Linked DNA regions of Oryctolagus cuniculus: region 1 is linked to region 2. A link is a contact called in public Micro-C data. All regions are on one chromosome and are shown on one strand. The core of a region is the stretch at or near the end of the contact, and the rest is flanking DNA. Distances in the headings are between cores, read along the strand shown. Region 1 holds the start of F3 (coagulation factor III, tissue factor). Region 2 has its middle 120 kb from the start of SLC44A3.

Evidence for each region. A called contact is a pair of places that touch in the nucleus more often than the background predicts.
Region 1: a Micro-C map of ear pinna shows a contact between it and region 2, with 2.7 times the contacts expected there. The contact joins the promoter of F3 here to the enhancer-like site in region 2. A contact is called at or near these places in 2 of 6 Hi-C or Micro-C datasets (ear pinna and skin fibroblasts).

The regions. Positions count from the first base shown.
Region 1 is chr7:76,152,776-76,158,355 of mOryCun1.1, forward strand. It overlaps F3 (coagulation factor III, tissue factor), which reads left to right and starts at 2,922. Exons shown (of 6, transcript NM_001082291.1): 1 at 2,922-3,048; 2 at 4,057-4,162. The coding sequence starts at 2,949. It overlaps LOC138850597 (a long non-coding RNA gene), which reads right to left and starts at 2,646. Exons shown (of 2, transcript XR_011390566.1): 1 at 2,468-2,646; 2 at 1,981-2,217.
Region 2 is chr7:76,005,353-76,010,599 of mOryCun1.1, forward strand. No RefSeq gene overlaps it. Among named protein-coding and RNA genes, the nearest start is that of SLC44A3, 120 kb to the left of the region's middle. Within about 2 kb of position 3,404, at least 2 of the 8 cell types and tissues checked have an H3K27ac peak or open chromatin away from gene starts, as enhancers often do. A contact at or near this core is called in ear pinna, where this site is marked.

The DNA.
Region 1 (5,580 bases), core at 1,672-4,171, 150 kb after region 2:
GAAAGTCTGTAGAAAACAGAATTAAAAGATGTGTTTATTTTGATGCAAAAAATTTTTTGCAATCCGTGCATAGTTTCTTCATCAAATACATTTTTTTATAAATTTTTTTGAAAACACCTCATATCATACAGGAGGAACCTTTGGTAACTGCCAAGCATGACTGTACTGAAAGAAGCAAAACACATGTGTAAAGCTAGGGAATCGGATTAGCAATCAATGTCTGTGCAGCAAAAACCAGCAGTGAAATCATTGTGCTTTCAATGGTGTCAGACAGCAGCCTGTGTAGAAATCATCTGATCCGCCGGGAAGAGGTTGCTGTAAAATGTGACTGACCATGGCCAGTTTTCTGCCTCCTCTTTTTGAAAACAGGAACCATGTTAGCATTTTTCAAGGCTTCAAGAATGTCACTAAGTATTTATCCCCAAACTGACACAAACACCCAACAAATTCCTCCCTGACAATCTTGTCAATTTGCAAAATATTTAATTTCTCAACATCAAAGACACCTCTTGTGTCACAATCGAACAGTAAGCATATTTTTCTTATCAAATGGCTGTTCCTTTTGACTATGACCTTGTCTAAACAAGATAAGAGTCGGAGAACTCAGAGGGCTTCCATAGCCTTGGAAACTCATAACTGGAGCATAGGGAGATTACTGATGCCATAGACAGGAGTGTCAATTTGTAAAGTCAACAACAGGAGTCACTGTGCACTTACTCCTCATGTAGGATCTCTGTCCTTAATGTGCTGTACATTGAGATTTAATGCTATAACAAGTACTCAAACAGTATTTTTCACTTTGTGTTTCTATGTGGGTGCAAACTGTTGAAATCTTTACTTAATGTATACTAAATGGATCTTCTGTATATAAAGATAATTGAAAATGAATCTTGATAAGAATGGAAGGGGAGAGGGAGTGGGAAAGGGGAGGGTTGCGGGTGAGAGGGAAGTAATTGGGGGGGAGCCAATGTAATCCATAAGCTGTACTTTGGAAATCTATATTCATTAAATAAAAGTTAAAAAAAAAAAAAAGGCTGTTCCTGGTAGTGCAAAGAACCCCACAAAATTTCAAGCCAGTCAGAGACTCCAAATGGAATTACTCTGCAGAGGCAGCCCGAGTCCTTGGGTCCTATACTACAGATGGTTATTATTTCATTATCTCAGCAATGTAAGCTTCTCTTTCAGCTATCTTCAGCCCCAAGGAGCAAAGAATCACACCCCAGGCAGGGCTGAAGATCTGTTAGGGAAAATGACTCAGGCCAGAGGGGGCAAGAAGAGGGGTTGCACCACTCAGTTTTGCAAACGTATACTTTGTGGGTTTTTGAGCTAGGAGAGAACTGAGAGAGGAAACCAGCCAGCCAGGTTTCCCCTGCATGGACGGAAGGACGGCAAGGGCTGGCCCTGGATGTGCTATTTCAGGTCAGGCAAAGGCAGAACATAAAAACTGTGCCAACTTTTGTTTCTTTTAAGAGGAATGCAACCCTAAGGCCCAGCAGCCTATGTGGAGATGTGGATACAGCATGCGGGTAGTTCAAAAAGTTTGTAGAAAATGGAATTCAAAAGAAAATTTTATTTGGGTGCAAGATCCTTTTGGAAATCTGTGCATAGTGCTCCCCAGCCCCCCACCCCTCCACCCCCCGCCCCCGCTTATTTCCATGAAGTGTTTGAAGACCCCTGGTACGCACTAAAAGTGTCAATTCACTTCCCGGGAGGATGAGACAGAAAACCCATCATCTTCTCGCCCTGAAAACTCTGCAGTGATGTCGCCCACACAACAAATGAATTGGGCGAGGCTTTGCCAGGGCAGCGCGCGGTGCACTGCACAGGTGAGCGCGGACATTCCACGCGTGACCACTTCACAGCAAGCCCACAAGGGGAAGCCAGGGAGTAATTCCGCAAACCTCTGGCTTAGCGCGCGCGGTGGGGAAGTCTGATGACATTTCTGAATTTCCTTTTCGGCCTTTCCGCACTCGGGTGGAACTCATTCAGTCCCACGGATGTCTTCTCCAGTGTGAGAACCATCCTTTCTGGAACCGCAGGGCCGCAGATGTCACGCTGGAATCCTCCCAGGGGCAAAGTGCCAGCTGGGAGACGGCTCCTCCTCGGACCGAGGGATGCCGGGGCCAAGTGACCTTCAGACCCGTGGGCCCTGGGTCGTTCGGGTCCACACCGGCGGCGGGCACCCAGGTCGGCACGACGCGGCTGGCGCCGAGCGCCCTGTAAGGTAGACAAACCAGGTGCCCTAGCCCCTCGGGGTGCAAAAGAAAGCCGCAGACGGGAGGGGCCCTGCTCACAGGCAAGCCGCTGCCGGGCTGTGGCTCCCAACCCTGGCCCGGGAGCAAACGGCCCGGGAAATGCCCCGGAGCGGAGCCCAGCGTCCAGGCTCCAGGTGGCGAGCGCCGCGCTCCCGCCGGCCCCGCAGCCCTTTATCCCCCTGTGGAAGGGGCGCCCCTTCCCTGCAACTCACGAGCTCCTTCTTCCCCGTAGGCCTGCCGGCCGCCCAGGCTGAGCGTCGCGGGCCTCCCTGGCCTGGGGGCCCCGGGCACAAGGGGCCTTCGGGGGCCGAGCCTCACAGCACCTGGGCCCGCCTGCAGCCGACAGCAACTTGGCGCGCGGCGGTGCGGTTGAATCAGCGTTGAATCACCCCTTGCAGGGTCTGGGAGTTTCCTACGAGGCAGAGGAGGCGGGGCAGGGGTGTGGACTCGCGCGGGCCGCCCACCGCGACGGTAGTGACCGCCGGGGGGCGGGGAGGCCGGAGCAGGGGCGGAGGCGGGGGCGGCTCGGGGCGGGTCGTGGCTCTCGGCGTCGCGCGCGGCCCTTTAAAGCTCGCCCCGCACGGGCTCCAGCAGAACCGTAGATCCCTGGCTGCCTCTGGTCGCTTGCAGCCCACCCTCCGCAGACTCCCAGGCTCGGCAGAATCCATCCGCACTCCTTGTGGGCCTTTGGACATGGCGCCCCCGACCCGGCTCCAGATCCCGCGTCCCGGGACCGCTGTTCCTTATACGGTGCTGCTCGGCTGGTTGCTTGCCCAGGTGGCCCGCGCCGCAGGTGAGTGGCCCCCACCGGCGGAAGCCCGGGACGCGCTGCCCGCGGGACGGAGGAGACGGTTCTGGGTGGCCGCGGGCTCGCCCTGGCTCCGGGGGCTCGGCCGCGGGTTTGAATGAACTTGGGCCTCGCGGTGCGCAGGTGGGAGCTGCGCGGGAGGTGGCTGGAGCCCCAGCGCCGCTGCCCCTTCTGCTGGAGCGCGGTTGCTTAAGTCTCCTGTTGACTCCTGCTTTGGGGCTAGAACTTTCCACCGAGTTGTAACCTTGGGGGTGGAGGGATGGACATGGGCCGGCATCTGCACGGGTCGCTTGCCTTAGTTTGGGTTTTAACTATTTCATTCCATGTGCATCTCCCCTAATGAAGAGGGGCCCCGGTCTGTGCTTGGTCGTTGTGGATTTAGATTTGGGTAGAGCTGGTGCTGTTGTAAAATGAGGCGTGAACAGGAGCAGGCACCATGTCGTGCACCCCCTATATGCCCAGTACTTGTTCAGGGCGGGGGTAGGGGGACACACAGGAAGCTTCTGAGTGTTGGAAAAAGGTCTTCATGATAAAACATTCCTAATCGAAAAATGCCGCGGGGACAGGGCCATAAAACCACCTTGGTATCTGGGTGTTTCAGTGTAGAGGTGGTGTAGACAGACTCGGTTTTCCCATGTAGCCCTTCGCCACGTGTGCGATTCGCCCTTGTCTGCAACTCGGTGAAACCCCCTCCTACTTGGTCTTCCCTGCTGAGTTGAACCTAAGCCTTGCTTTTCCCCAGCTGGGTCCCAGACACCCTGGATGGCTCCTGGCCGGTGCAAGGCTTTCCCCAGGGACACTTTCAAACAAGGGGTTCAAGAGCCGTGGATTACAGGCTGGATGTTGATTTTTTTTTTTTCCTCTTGATAATTCAGTAGGGGAGCTTTTGCGGTTGAAAACAATTATGTGCAGTGTATGGTGATGGGAGGATGGGAAAGTGAGACCCGTGTGCTGGGAAGCGCATGTAATAATAGCGGTCCCTGTGTTGTTCAGACACTACAGGTAGAGCATATAATCTAACTTGGAAGTCAACGAATTTCAAGACAATTCTGGAGTGGGAACCCAAATCCATCGATCATGTCTACACAGTTCAGATAAGGTAAGCCATGTACCAAAAAAGAGATTTGAAGGTTTACGGTGTTTCTACTCTCCTGTGCTGAGTACAGATATCTTTAACACTGATTATTGGGTAAGATCATTAAGAGATGAGAAAGCAGGGCCGGCGCCGTGGCTCACTTGGCTAATCCTCCACCTGCAGCGCCAGCATCCCATATGGGCACTGGGTTCTAGTCCCGGTTGCTCCTCTTCCAGTCCAGCTCTCTGCTGTGGCCTGGAAAAGCAGTGGAGGATGGCCCAAGAGCTTGGGAGACCAGGAAGAAGCACCTGGCTCCTGGCTTTGGATCGGAGTAGCTCCGGCTGTGGTGGCCATTTGGGGGTGAACCAATGGAAGGAAGACCTTTCTCTCTGTCTCCCTCTCTCTCACTGTCTAACTCTGTCAAAGAAATTAAAAAAAGAGAGAGAAAGAGAGATGAGAAAGCAAAGGGCCGATGTGGAGGTCTGCTGGCCAGCATCTCGCTTTACCAAGCCTGCAGCATTTTCGGACCTGAAACTGATATATAACATTTCAATTTTTTGGTTTTGCTAAATGATTGGAAAATTTGTGGGTTGGGTACAAGCTGAGGGAGGTGAGCCTAATCTTGAGCAGGCCTGGGGGGGTGTGGTGCTGCACTTCAGGGTCAGTGACTATGAAGCTGCAACACAGGTGCCTCTTACCTTTGTTAGCCATCTAGACTGAGAACTGCATCTAAGGAAAGAGGTGGGGAGGAATTCCAGCGCATACATTGCCCTGCAGCGCTGTTTGATTCATGCATCCTTGGGCTATGTGAATCAAAATTCGGTTGCATACATGAGCTTGGAGGAGACCACATTCCTGACTCATGGAGCCGGGTAGAAATGGTTGCAGAAGTAATTGCCTTGTGCGCACAGGGCCCCTGGGGGCTCCACATCTCCGACTGACAGCTCTTTCCCTCTCCCCTCGCTGGTGAGCAGTATACTCAGCCTCAGTGTGCAGGGTGCGCCACACGTTTTCCTTGGTGGTTTTCACCATCTGCTTGGCAAGCTTTTGGTCTCTGAAATATCCTAGGAGGCTTGGTAGCGAGCTTACAAAATAGAGGAGAAATGATTTGCACGCTCGTTGTGTGAAGACACGAAGGTATTGCTGGCAGAAAATGAAATGTGTCTTGCTGCTTTAGCTTGTGCCAAACCTTTTACAGAATTAAGAGTGCAACTCGTGGGTTCGGAGTGGGCTATTATTAGGTGGATGTTCTTGTTTTTCAAGATGAACTCCAGGACAACTCTTGCCAAACCAACAGGGAAGAGAATTTGTGTGTACATGCATGCATGGATAGATAGACAGACAGAGAAGGTAATTTCATAACCTGCAATAACAATTATGATTATAATCAGACTGGTCAATTCAGATTCCACTAGTTGAGAATTGGGAATTAATTTCTCTGT
Region 2 (5,247 bases), core at 2,154-4,653:
GCTCACTGGCCAGAGCTGCCCTGAAACCGCCCCCGGCCTCACACCTTGCTGTTTCTGGCCTTTACCAGACAAATAGCAACCAAGCGTCTGTGTCCTAGGTGCTAGCATGGAGGTGAGTAACACATACTGAATTTCCCTTTTTTTAGTTTTATTTTTTAAATATTTATTTATTTGAAAGTCAGAATTAGAGAGAGAGGGAGAGACAAAGAGATATTCCATCTGCTGGTTCACTCCCCAGATGGCCACTATAGCCAAGGCTGGGCCAGGCCAAAGCCAGGAGCCAGGAGCTTCATCTGGGTCTCCCATATGGGTGACAGGGGACAAAGGACTTGGGCCATCTTCTTCTGATTTTCCTAGGCCATTAGCAGGAATGCTGGATTGCAAATGGGGCAGCTGGGACTCGAACTGGTGCCCATATGGGATGCCGGCATCACAGGTGACAACTTTATTCACTATGCTACAACACCAGCCTTAGGATTTCTCCTTTTTTAATGGAACTTATCCTTGGGATGGAGGGAACAGAAAATAATAGTGAGATTTTTTATTTTGAAAGATGGAGAGATCTTTCACGTGACGGTTCACTCCCCAAACGCCACGACTGCCAGTACTGGGTCAAGCTGAAGCCAGGATTGCAGCTGGGACTCAATCCGGGTATTCCAGGCAGGTGGCAAGGACCCAAGCCCCTGAGCTGTTATGCCAACACCTGCTCCCAATAACGAGGCCTGCAGTGTGTTAGTGATGGTGAATTATGAGGATACATGGCAGGGTAGGGAGGGCAGGAGTGGGTGCAGGGTTGGGGGAGCAGTGGGGTTCACTTAAACAGGGAGGTCAGAACAGGCTGCATTGAGAAGGTGCTTCTTCAGCATAGGCTGAAGAAGGGGAACACCCAGGAGGGGGTGACCTGGCAGAGAGAACAGCCAAGGTGAAGGCCCTCGTGCCGAGCACGTTCAGAGAGCAAGGAGGCCCGTGGCTGCAGCCGAGTGAGTCAGGGAAACAGAGTCCAAGGAGGCGGCAGTGGGACAAAAGTGCCTCAGAATCTGCTGGTGGCCAGGCCTGGCTTTGGTTTGGGGGCTTTCAAGCCTATTGGATTTGGAGACACTTTCTTTAAGAAAAATAATACAAATGTGAAACTAGGCAGAGGGCTCTGCAATTGCAAGCAGGAGTCCCTGAAAACGAAGTTCCTTAGTCTCCTTCTTGTGGACCCCTAGCCCTGAGGGCTGTTCACCAGATCCACCCAGGAGGGCCCGGTTCATGCACCTCTTCCTTGCTTTGTGATAAAAGATGCCACTTAAAGCTAGCTAGACTGTGTACACCTTTTCCAAAAAGAGCATTGTGAATCTAGAAGTGGATGACAGCTGCTAATTCTGCACAGGTCGATATTTAAATGCATTTGGCTAAAATATGGGAATTTTGACATACTTGTTTAAATGGGATTCTTGTGGTGTCATCCCCTGCTGTCTGGAATAAACAAGTCAGTTAATGCGGAAGCATTGGCAGAGCAGCTGCTGTATGCTGTATGCTGTATTTTCTTGTGGGCCCTGGGGGAGATTCCAAGTCTTACTCCTCAGAGTGTGCTCTAGTTAGGAGGGGAGCGCGGGCACAGTGGCCAAGGGTGGCTCCACCTGGTACTTCTCAGGCTCTAGCCTTGACCAACCTCTCTTCTTGTTCTGTATCTTTTCCCCAGGCTTTGGCCTCCACACCCAAGACATCAACTCCTCCCACTAAGTTGTGATGCCAAGTCTACCTCTGCGTGGTCCCGGCCACCTCCCATCTGGTTGTCCTGACTATAGGCTGTCTCTCTCTACTTCCCTCTCCACATGGCAAGTGAGTGGCCAGCCTCCCCCACATGTGTCTGACCATGGTAGATGAGGAGCCTGCCCTGGACACCGTCATCCACACCACAGGTCTCGGATATTTGGAAATGTAACTCATTTTTCAAATAATTATTACCTCTGAAACCAACAGAAGTGTTGGCAACTGGTGGCTATGCACTGTATAAGCACACATTGATAACACTGGCTCACAATAAAGCCAACCATTCTGAACAATGAGGCTGTTTTGCAAAGTAAGAACATTTGACATTCATGGTCATGGATGCAGCTATAGTTTCGTACCAGCTTTGGCATTCAGCTTATTCCCACATTCGGTTCTGGTGCCCAACGTTGAGAAAGTTTGACTCTCAGAGACAAGTTACGTCCTATATTACCGTAAGGTAACTGTGACTGACAACAATTAATTCCATATTTTAAAATAACTGATGGGCAAGATTTTACATGTTCCTAATACAAACTATGATAAGTGTTTGAGGTGATAGATGTGCCAGTAACCCTGATCTGATCATTACACATTATAGACAAGTATTGAAATATCACACTGTGCCCCATAAATTTGTACAGTTATTACATGTCAATAGTTTTACAGTAGAAGCTACTTTTTATTTTCTCATTTTTGAACAGTTTACCTTGATAATTTAGGATGTTTTGAATTAAACAGAATGTGGAGTTGGAAATTTTGATTCCAATATGGAATCATTAACAATAGGTAAGTACTTTTATTCCTGATGTGTAAAAGCCCTACCAAAAGTAATTCCAACTTAGGACAGGTGTGCCACAACATTATCCCATTGTACAGCTGACCACTCTGCAGTGGGAGGGAAAAGGATCACTTAGATTTTGCCAGCATCAATTTGGTTGAGTTTGACTGAGTTGACCATAGTAGTGTACTTGTACAAATTGATTGAGACTGTGTACCTGGACCCGAATTTTAAGGAATCACCCATACAAAGTTACACCCTTTCTAATCAGTGACACTTTTATTAATTATTCAAAGTTATGAGCCAAACTAGTTGAAAAGGTAAATTATAACTGTATCTAAGAGCGTCTGCCTGGCAGCGTGCATTAATACACTGGTGGTCTCCAATGTGTTAAAAATTTGATCAAGGCACATGTGATTGTATTGTTGTAAAATCACAATTCACTTTTTAATTATTTAAAGCACATGTTTTGGGTAGGTTTAAAAATGATTTTATTTTTTAAATAGAAAATCTACGGACATGGTGCAAAAGCCAAAAGAAGAGATATTCAGTGACAAATAAAATCTTCACCCTGCCCCTTCCCTGGAGGCAACCACTGTTAACAGTTCCTTGGAATCTGTTACACCTCTGTGGTGGGGTGGGGGGTGGGGAGGAGTTGTCAGAAACACACACAGATTGAAATGCAAGCAGTTGATGAAAGGCAGTCCCAGAAAACACCTACAGGGCCAAGCGGGGTGGGAAGACGGCCAGTGGAGAAGACAGTGGAGTGAGTTACTCTGTGGGCAACCAGAGTTTAATCCCACTGAGGAGCTCTGTGCGCCAGCAAAGGACTTGTGGCTCAGAGTTATAATTCCCGTGGGGAAACGAAGCTGGCGTGTATAACCAAGTCCACTGTTTGAGAGCGGTAGGGTGCCCACAAGCAGCCACGTGGCCAGACCCAGAGGCCTCCAGCGGTCACGGAAAGTGCTCAAAGAAACGCAAGGGCCAACTGTCTAACGTGAGCGAGTATGCCCTGCAATGTCACGGAGCGGGAGCAGGAGCACGCGCCAACCGCTGCTCGAACGCTCTTCTGAAAACATTCTGAATGCAATTTTATCCAAATATTTGCAATAACCACAGCCAGGCCCTGCAAATGCCAGGCTCTCACTGAGCTTATTCTGAAAGCTGTTGGCATTTTTGTTGGCAGAGCACACAAAGCTTGCTGGGGCCTGACTCCGTAAAGCCCTCTGGTTCCTTCCCTGCCTTAATCCCTGACACGTTTTCACCCCAGTCATGCAAACAACTCAGGCTTGCAGCCTGCAGACCGCCCAGTGGACTGTCCTTCTGCCCGGGGTTTGCTGATGAGGTCCTCCTGGCCAGGGAGCACCTTTGGCTTTGCGCCTCGTGCCTAACCCTACCTGTTCTTTCGGAGTCAGGTGAGTTGGAAAGAATGAAACTGACCTTCTAAGGCTGTAGAAAGCTCAGTGGGATGACGTGGATGGTGCCTAGTGTAGAGTCTGCACACAACACGTGCTCAGTGGTGACCATCTGCCTGTTAGCCTGTCCATCACCTCCTTTGCCTAACGACCCTTGGGCCTGCCCCATTTTCCCCATGCGAGATTGGGATCTTGCTCCCCCACACTTCCTGTCGGCCTGGATTTGATCTGCCTGTTTGTCTCTGCCGGCTGTACTGGGAGCTTCTGGGAGCAGGAAGCAGACTTTGCTCATCTCTGGAACTCCCTTGCTGGCACAGTGCCCAGGGCAAAAAGTGCCTCAATACTTGCTTTTGAAAAGAACTGAGGCATATGCACTATGCAGGGACCAATCTTTGATGTGCTTGTAAGAATCTAAGGAAGGATCAATCACTGCACACAGGGCATCCCGCAGAGGCTTTGTAATGGGCCTTTTATAGGTCATACATGTGTAAGGATTCTTCCTCCCTCTTACTGGGGAGAGACCTGTGCACCTGTGACTTAATTTTTATTTAAGATTATTTTTCTTTTTGCTTCCTTCTCTCTTATCCTCTCCTTTTGTGGATAGTCAGCCCATAAATTTATTTTCTGACCCCTGCTATGTGTCAGGCACCATTCTAGAGGGATGGAGATACCATGCTGCCCATGACAGAAGGAGACCCCTTAGAAGGTACAAGATGGAATATTCATTTGGACCGGCTAGCTATTGCTGGCAGGATCTGAGGAATCTGGAGCAAGTGGGGCTCATCAGGGCCTGCTGATGGAATGTCAGGCAGTTTTAGGTAAAGAGACGGACAAAGATTGCAGTCAGAGGAAGGAGCCCAAGGAGGTTAGGAATGGCTGTCATTTAGAAACACACTGAGTACTTGTCTGTAGTCTGAGGTGTAGGCCCCAGTGCCCACCTGTAAAATCCACTGTCAGGAGTGGAAGGAGAGTTGAGTGTCAGTTATTGTGACTGGGCTATCAACAGCTATGGCCAACTAGGCAACACCTTCTAATTCTGGAATAACTATAGACTCAGAGGAAGTTGTGAAACAATAGAGAGGACCTATGTATTCTTCATCCTATTTCCTCTGATGCTAACATTTGCATAATTCTACAATAATGTCACACCAGGAAATTGACATTAGTCCAATGCACAGTCCTTGTTCAGATTTCACTAGTTTTGCCTCTGCGTCTATACAGTCTTTCTCAAGTGGAAGTTCATGTGACAGCCACCACGTCAAAACACAGAATGGTTCTGTCACCACACACAGATATCCC